2 separate regions of the Oryctolagus cuniculus genome follow, and region 2 is linked to region 1. The links are chromatin contacts, called in public Micro-C maps. All regions are on one chromosome and are shown on one strand. Each heading gives the region's core, a stretch centred on a gene start, on an enhancer-like site or on the middle of the called end of the contact. The rest is flanking DNA. Distances are from core to core; before and after follow the strand shown. Region 1 holds the start of PAK1IP1 (PAK1 interacting protein 1). Region 2 holds the start of LOC103349711 (N-acetyllactosaminide beta-1,6-N-acetylglucosaminyl-transferase).

Evidence for each region. A called contact is a pair of places that touch in the nucleus more often than the background predicts.
Region 2: a contact with region 1 is called in a Micro-C map of ear pinna, with 4 times the contacts expected there. The contact joins the promoter of LOC103349711 here to the promoter of PAK1IP1 in region 1. A contact is called at or near these places in 3 of 6 Hi-C or Micro-C datasets (ear pinna, embryonic fibroblasts and an unstated tissue).

Annotation. Positions count from the first base shown.
Region 1 is chr5:159,921,346-159,924,389 of mOryCun1.1, reverse strand. It overlaps PAK1IP1 (PAK1 interacting protein 1), which reads left to right and starts at 1,580. Exons shown (of 10, transcript XM_070074432.1): 1 at 1,580-1,749. The coding sequence starts at 1,666.
Region 2 is chr5:160,070,101-160,072,951 of mOryCun1.1, reverse strand. It overlaps LOC103349711 (N-acetyllactosaminide beta-1,6-N-acetylglucosaminyl-transferase), which reads left to right and starts at 1,540. Exons shown (of 1, transcript XM_051855129.2): 1 at 1,540-2,851. The coding sequence starts at 2,158. The coding sequence ends at 2,754.

The DNA.
Region 1 (3,044 bases), core at 331-2,830:
ACTCATTCCCAGGGGACTTGCGTGTCAGCCCTGCTCCCCCTCGGTGGACTCCGCAGGAAACAGCTAGTCAGTGCTAAGATAACTTGGAACTCTTTACAGAATGGAGAAGAAAACGAAGGCAAGGGGAAGACAAGGCCTCCCTGGGGCTGCAGTGAGCATCGTGAGAAGCCAACTCTCAGCTGAAAAACCTACGGCAGGGCGTGGGGGCACGCGACCTCTACCCGCTTCTGCACCGCTTGCCTTTGCTCCCGACTCCAGTTTCCTTATTTTTTTATTTATTTTTTCACAGGCAGAGTGGATAGTGAGAGAGAGACAGAAAGGTCTTCCTTTGCCGTTGGTTCACTCTCCAATAGCCGCCGCGGCCGGCGCTCTGCGCTGATCCGAAGCCAGGAGCCAGGTGCTTCTCCTGGTCTCCCATGGGGTGCAGGGCCCAAGCACTTGGGCCATCCTCCACTGCACTCCCGGGCCACAGCAGAGAGCTGGCCTGGAAGAGGGGCAACCAGGACAGAATCCGGCGCCCCGACCGGGACTAGAACCCGGTGTGCCAGCGCCACAAGGCGGAGGATTAGCCCAGTGAGCCAGCTTCTTGCTAATGGCCCCGGACGATGGCAGATGCTGGCTCGCGCACTTGGGGAGACCTGGAAGGGGGCCTGGCCCCGGATTCGGTCGGGCCCACCCCTGGCTAAGGCGGACTTGCAGAGGGGACCAGCAGACTCCCACCTATTAATAACTAATAACTTAACCTGTCTATATCCACACACACAACTCGGAGCGCCAGAGGACGAAAGGGCGTGGGAATAAAGGGCCAACACTGAGACGGTGTCCACAGCTCAAAGCGGGGTTGGAGTCGGCCCCAGCCGTCCTGCATCTGGCCGCTCGGTGAGGGGCGGACCCTGGGCTTTTGGAAAGTGCTCGAATTCCCACCACATCCCGGACCCTGTGCCCTGCGTCTAACGCAGACGGCTGCCTGGGCTCCCGCGGACGCTGGATTTTGCTGCCCGACACGGCGGCGGGAGGGGATGGGCGTGACCTCGGCATAAACGCGAGGCTTCCTTCTAGAAGCCTCCGATCGGCCCGCCTGACCCCGTCGGGGGAGCGGTCGCCCTCACGAGGCCCCTCACGAGGACACTCTGACCCGAGCCGCGAACCAAGCGGAGGGAACCAGGGCAGGCCTGGCGCTGCAGCCCCGGCTCCGCTGACCGCCCCTCGGACCGCTAAGAAAGCAGCTCAGCTCATCTCCGCACATCACGATACTCTCCGCACTGACTCATCGACCCGTCCCCTCCGTGTCCCCTCCACCCAAGCAGGAACCCAGCTCCGCCCCTTTCCTGGACGTCACGGAAACCGGGGTCCTTCCACAGAGGATGTCCCGCCCCCTCTCCTCAGACCAGCTTCCTAGAATATGCCTGTTCCCCCCCCCCATTTTTTTCTTGCGATGAGAACCACCTTATGCGGCGTCCTTACTAATTCTCGTTTGGCAGGGGGTCCACACGATCTCGGAACGCCGAAATTATTTCCACGAATACAGGCGCCTAGAAGGCAGCCCTGAGGTAGTGACGTATAATTTGAGCGCCGGAAGCAGGAAGGACCCCTCTCCGTTTGCATCCGGTTCCGTCATCTCGCCTTCGCGGAGCGGAGCTCGCGGAAGAGGCACGTGCGCTTTGAATGGAGCTGGTCGCTGGCTGTTACGAGCAGGTGCTGTTTGGATTCACTGTACAGCCGGAGCGCAAGGCGAGCGGCGACCACGAGGTGAGATCCCGCGAGCCGGTGGACAGCTACAGGGCGTGCGTGCTCGGAGGGTCAGGTTTAGTCCCCTCCCGGCAGAGGTAAACGCTGGGACTCCTGGGATTAGCTGATGAATGAGGTCAGGGAGTTTCAGTAAAAAGGGATCTTTTAAAACACGGGGCAGGCATTTTTATATAGTGAGATAATGCCTGCCTTTTATAGTAGACGGGATGTCCGCAGGGTACGAACACGGTAGCGTTTTGCAAAAGGGCAAAGGAGCCGTACACAGTGGTGAACTTAAAGGTCGCTTCCATACGTTGACAACTGGCGCAGGTATTTAATGAGGAAACACCTTCTCTTTCACCGAGTTCCTGTCTTTTAGAGTTTTGCAGAATGTTAGAGGTGGATCAGGATAAATATGTTAACTAATAAAGAGAGTGATACCAGTTTATGCGTTATTTACTGGGGTCCAGGTGTTGGAGATGGGAAGATGCCGGAGTTTAGATTCGGCTCGAGACGCCCTGGACATAAAGGGTGGAGGATGGGGGAACTAAATGCATAGGCATAAATTATAGTCAAAGATAAGTATTTCATTAGATCGGTACGTAAAAAAGTCCAAAAAGTTGCTGAGTCAGATAGGTAGGATGGAAACGTGAACTCCTGATTTTAGTCCCCTACTCTTTGTTTGACCTAAGCAGCTGTGGATATCTCTAAGCCGTTTTATTGGTTCTTCTCTATGAAGGAGTCAAGGTGTCAGTCTTGACCAGAAACTTGCAAGTGCGTGACTTGGCTGCGTTTGGTTTATTTTTTTGCTTTTGTTTATTTTGTATCTGCTCTGGTTGTTGGTCTGAAAGGTGGCCTGTTTTGAATATTCAAAGATGAGATTATTGAGGTTTTTTGTGTTTTGATAGTAAACGTAGTAGGTTCCAAGCAGGCAGCAGACCTAGCAGACCTTTGAAGCAGGTCGACTTCCGCTTGCAGATAGGGGTCCTCGTGCGTGGGTTACGTGACTGCAAGGAGACGTAGGGTCCTCCATCGTGCGTGGTTTACGTGACTGCAAGGAGACGCAGGGTCCTCGTGCGTGGGTTACGTGACTGCAAGGAGACGTAGGGTCCTCCCTCATGCGTGGGTTACGTGACTGCAAGGAGACGCAGGGTCCTCGTGCGTGGGTTACGTGACTGCAAGGAGACGCAGGGTCCTCGTGCGTGGGTTACGTGACTGCAAGGAGACGCAGGGTCCTCGTGCGTGGGTTACGTGACTGCAAGGAGACGCAGGGTCCTCGTGCGTGGGTTACGTGACTGCAGGAGACGTAGGCATCA
Region 2 (2,851 bases), core at 291-2,790, 150 kb before region 1:
TTGAAAGGCAAAGTATCAGAGAGAGAAGCAGAGACAGGAAGAGAGAGACAGATCATCCCTCTGCTAGTTCACTCTCTAGATGGCCACAATGGCCAGGGCTGGGCCAGGCTGAAGCCAGGAGCTCCATCCAAGTCTCCCACTAGGGTGGCAGAGACCCAAGTGTTTCAGCCATCATTTGCTGCCTGCCTGGGTACACTAACAGGGAGCTGGATGGGAAATGGAGCAGCTAGGAGTCAAACCAGCACTCTAATATAGCATGCTGTTGTCATAAGGGATGTCTTGGGGTCAGCATTATGGCATGGTAGGTAAAATCACCACCTGCAACACTGGTTCATGTCCTGGCTGCTCCACTTTCGATCCAGCTCCCTGCTAATGTGCCTGGGAAAGCAGTGGAAAATGGTCCAAGTGTCTGGGGCCCTGCTACTCACATGGGAGATCTGAATGATGTTCCTGGTTCCTTAGCCATTGTAGCCATCTGGAGAGTGAACTAGTAGAGGGAGGATCTCTCTCTCTCTCTCTCTCTCTAACTCTGACTTTCAAATAATAAATAATTTTTTTTTAAAGTGCTGGCTTGCCTTCTGTACCACAGCATCAGCCACAAAATGTAAAACCATTCTTAGCTCACAGGTTGTATCTAGGCAGGTGGCTAGACGGGGTCCCCAGCTGTAGTTTTACTGGCTGCTGGTATAGAGGAGAAGAGCGGTGAGTTAATTCAATGATGAGTGCCTACTATAAACCAGGTGCTAAAAATACGGTGATTAGCAGACACAAATAATCCTCCATAGCCAATGGTAGAGCAAACAAACCAGCAATTATAGGGAGTACTAGGCTGTATCAGGGCAGGTGCAGGGACTCCCAACTCAGATTTGGGAGAGCAGGCGAGAGTCACCAGGCAGGCAGTGTCCCATGGGAGCCTGAAAGTGAGTAATAACTTACCAAGAAAACTTAGCAGGAGAGTTTATTCCAGTAGAAGTTTTATGGAGTCAAAAGAGTTAGGTTTCACAGGGTAGATGTTGTGACACAACAGGTTAGACTGCTGCTTGGGGCACCTACATTCATTTCAGAATGCCAGCTCAAGTCCAAGTCCCTTTGCTTCCACTCAGCTTCCTGCCAAGCATCCTGGGAAAGCAACAGATGATGACTCAAGTACTCGGGTCTCTGACACCCACGTGGGAGAGCCGGACGAAGCTCCTGGCCCCTAGCTTTAGCCTGGCTCAGCCCTGGCTGTTGTAGCCATCTGGGGAGTGAACCAACAGATGGAAGATCTTTTTCTCTCCTTGTCTCTCTCCCTCATGCTCTGTCAACTCAGCCTTTCAAATAAATAAAAATAAAATTTTTAAAAAAACTTGTCTTTTTATTCCATTTTCCACAAACTCTTTGAAGAACCCTTATGATGTCCGTGCTAACCTTCTAGCTCGTCAACAAGATGATGGAAATTAATGCATGATAGAAATTAGTTACAATTCCTTTTCAGTCTTCTCCATTTGTGAGTTGAATGTGGTAGGGGAATAAATTGTTGATCTTTATTTGTAGGTCAAGAGATGAGGTTGCTAAGCAATTCTGAGCGCTGACAATGTCCGCACTGACCTGAGGACCGCAGTGGCTGCCCAGCATTGCAGAAACATTGCGACATCAGTGATCCTGAGTGTGGCACTCTCAGGGGAGAAAGCGCTGCAAGACAGACACGCACCCCACCCCTGCCCTATGGAGGAACACCGCCCGGAGCTGGCAGCCCTGGCTAGTGTGGCGGGGTCTTAACTTGACATTGAACTAGACGGAGGTGTTGAGTCTGTCAGCTCGTCTCAGCGTCTCATCTTCTCAGATCCACTGCATTCCTTTTGTATCAGAGAATAGCTTCCTTTCAATGCACAGCCATTCTCCTCATCTTACCAGACATGAGAAGTTAGAGCAGATTGCTTGAGGGCCTGGGCAAGGACCTGCAGGCCGACTTCAGTAATGGTATGAAGTCCAGCAAGTGACACATGAAGAAGAGATGGCACGAAAATGAAGCGGAAGCTGCTTGTGTTCGTCACAGGGCTTATGGCCGTGTCTGTGACTCTTCTCCGGCTGTATACCAACAGTTTAGTCTCTTGAGAATACCTGAGCCTGGAGGAAATCTCAAATGCTTCAGTCCTTGCAGAAGCCTGTGACAGGATCATGACAGGAAAGAAAATTCTCTGGCGTGCGAATATGCAGATGACACCACTGAGACATATAACTTGCCAACAGTACTTGATGCGCAACCACTACATAATGCAACCTCTGTCCAGAGAGGAAGCCGAGTTCCCTTTGGCCTACGTCATGGTCATGCACAAGGGCTTTGACACATTCGAAAGGCTCTTCGGGGCCATTTACACGCTCCTGACCATCTACTGTGTTCATGTGGATAAGAAGGTGCCAGCCGCTCTCAAACATCTCGTGGGAAAGCTACTGGACTGCTTTGCAAATGCCTTTATGGCTTCAAAGAGGGAGTCTGTGGTCTACGCAGGCATCTCCAGGCTGCAGGCCGACCTGAACTGGCTGCAGGACCTCGTGGCCTCCCATGTCCCCTGGAAGTACACCATCAACACCTGTGGGCAGGACTTCCCCTTGAAAACGAACAGGGAAATCATTCAGTACCTGAAAGGGTTCAAAGAGAAGAACATCACCCCCGGGGGGCTGCCCCCTCCTCCTGTTATCAGAAGGACCAAATACACGCACCTGGAGCAGAATTACCATGGTGTTTGTGTGTGTGTGTGTGTGTGTGTGTTTTGACAGGCAGAGTGGATAGTGAGAGAGACAGAGAGAAAGGTCTTCCTTTTGCTGTTGGTTCACCCTCCAAGGGCCACCATGGCTGGCGCACTGCAGCCGC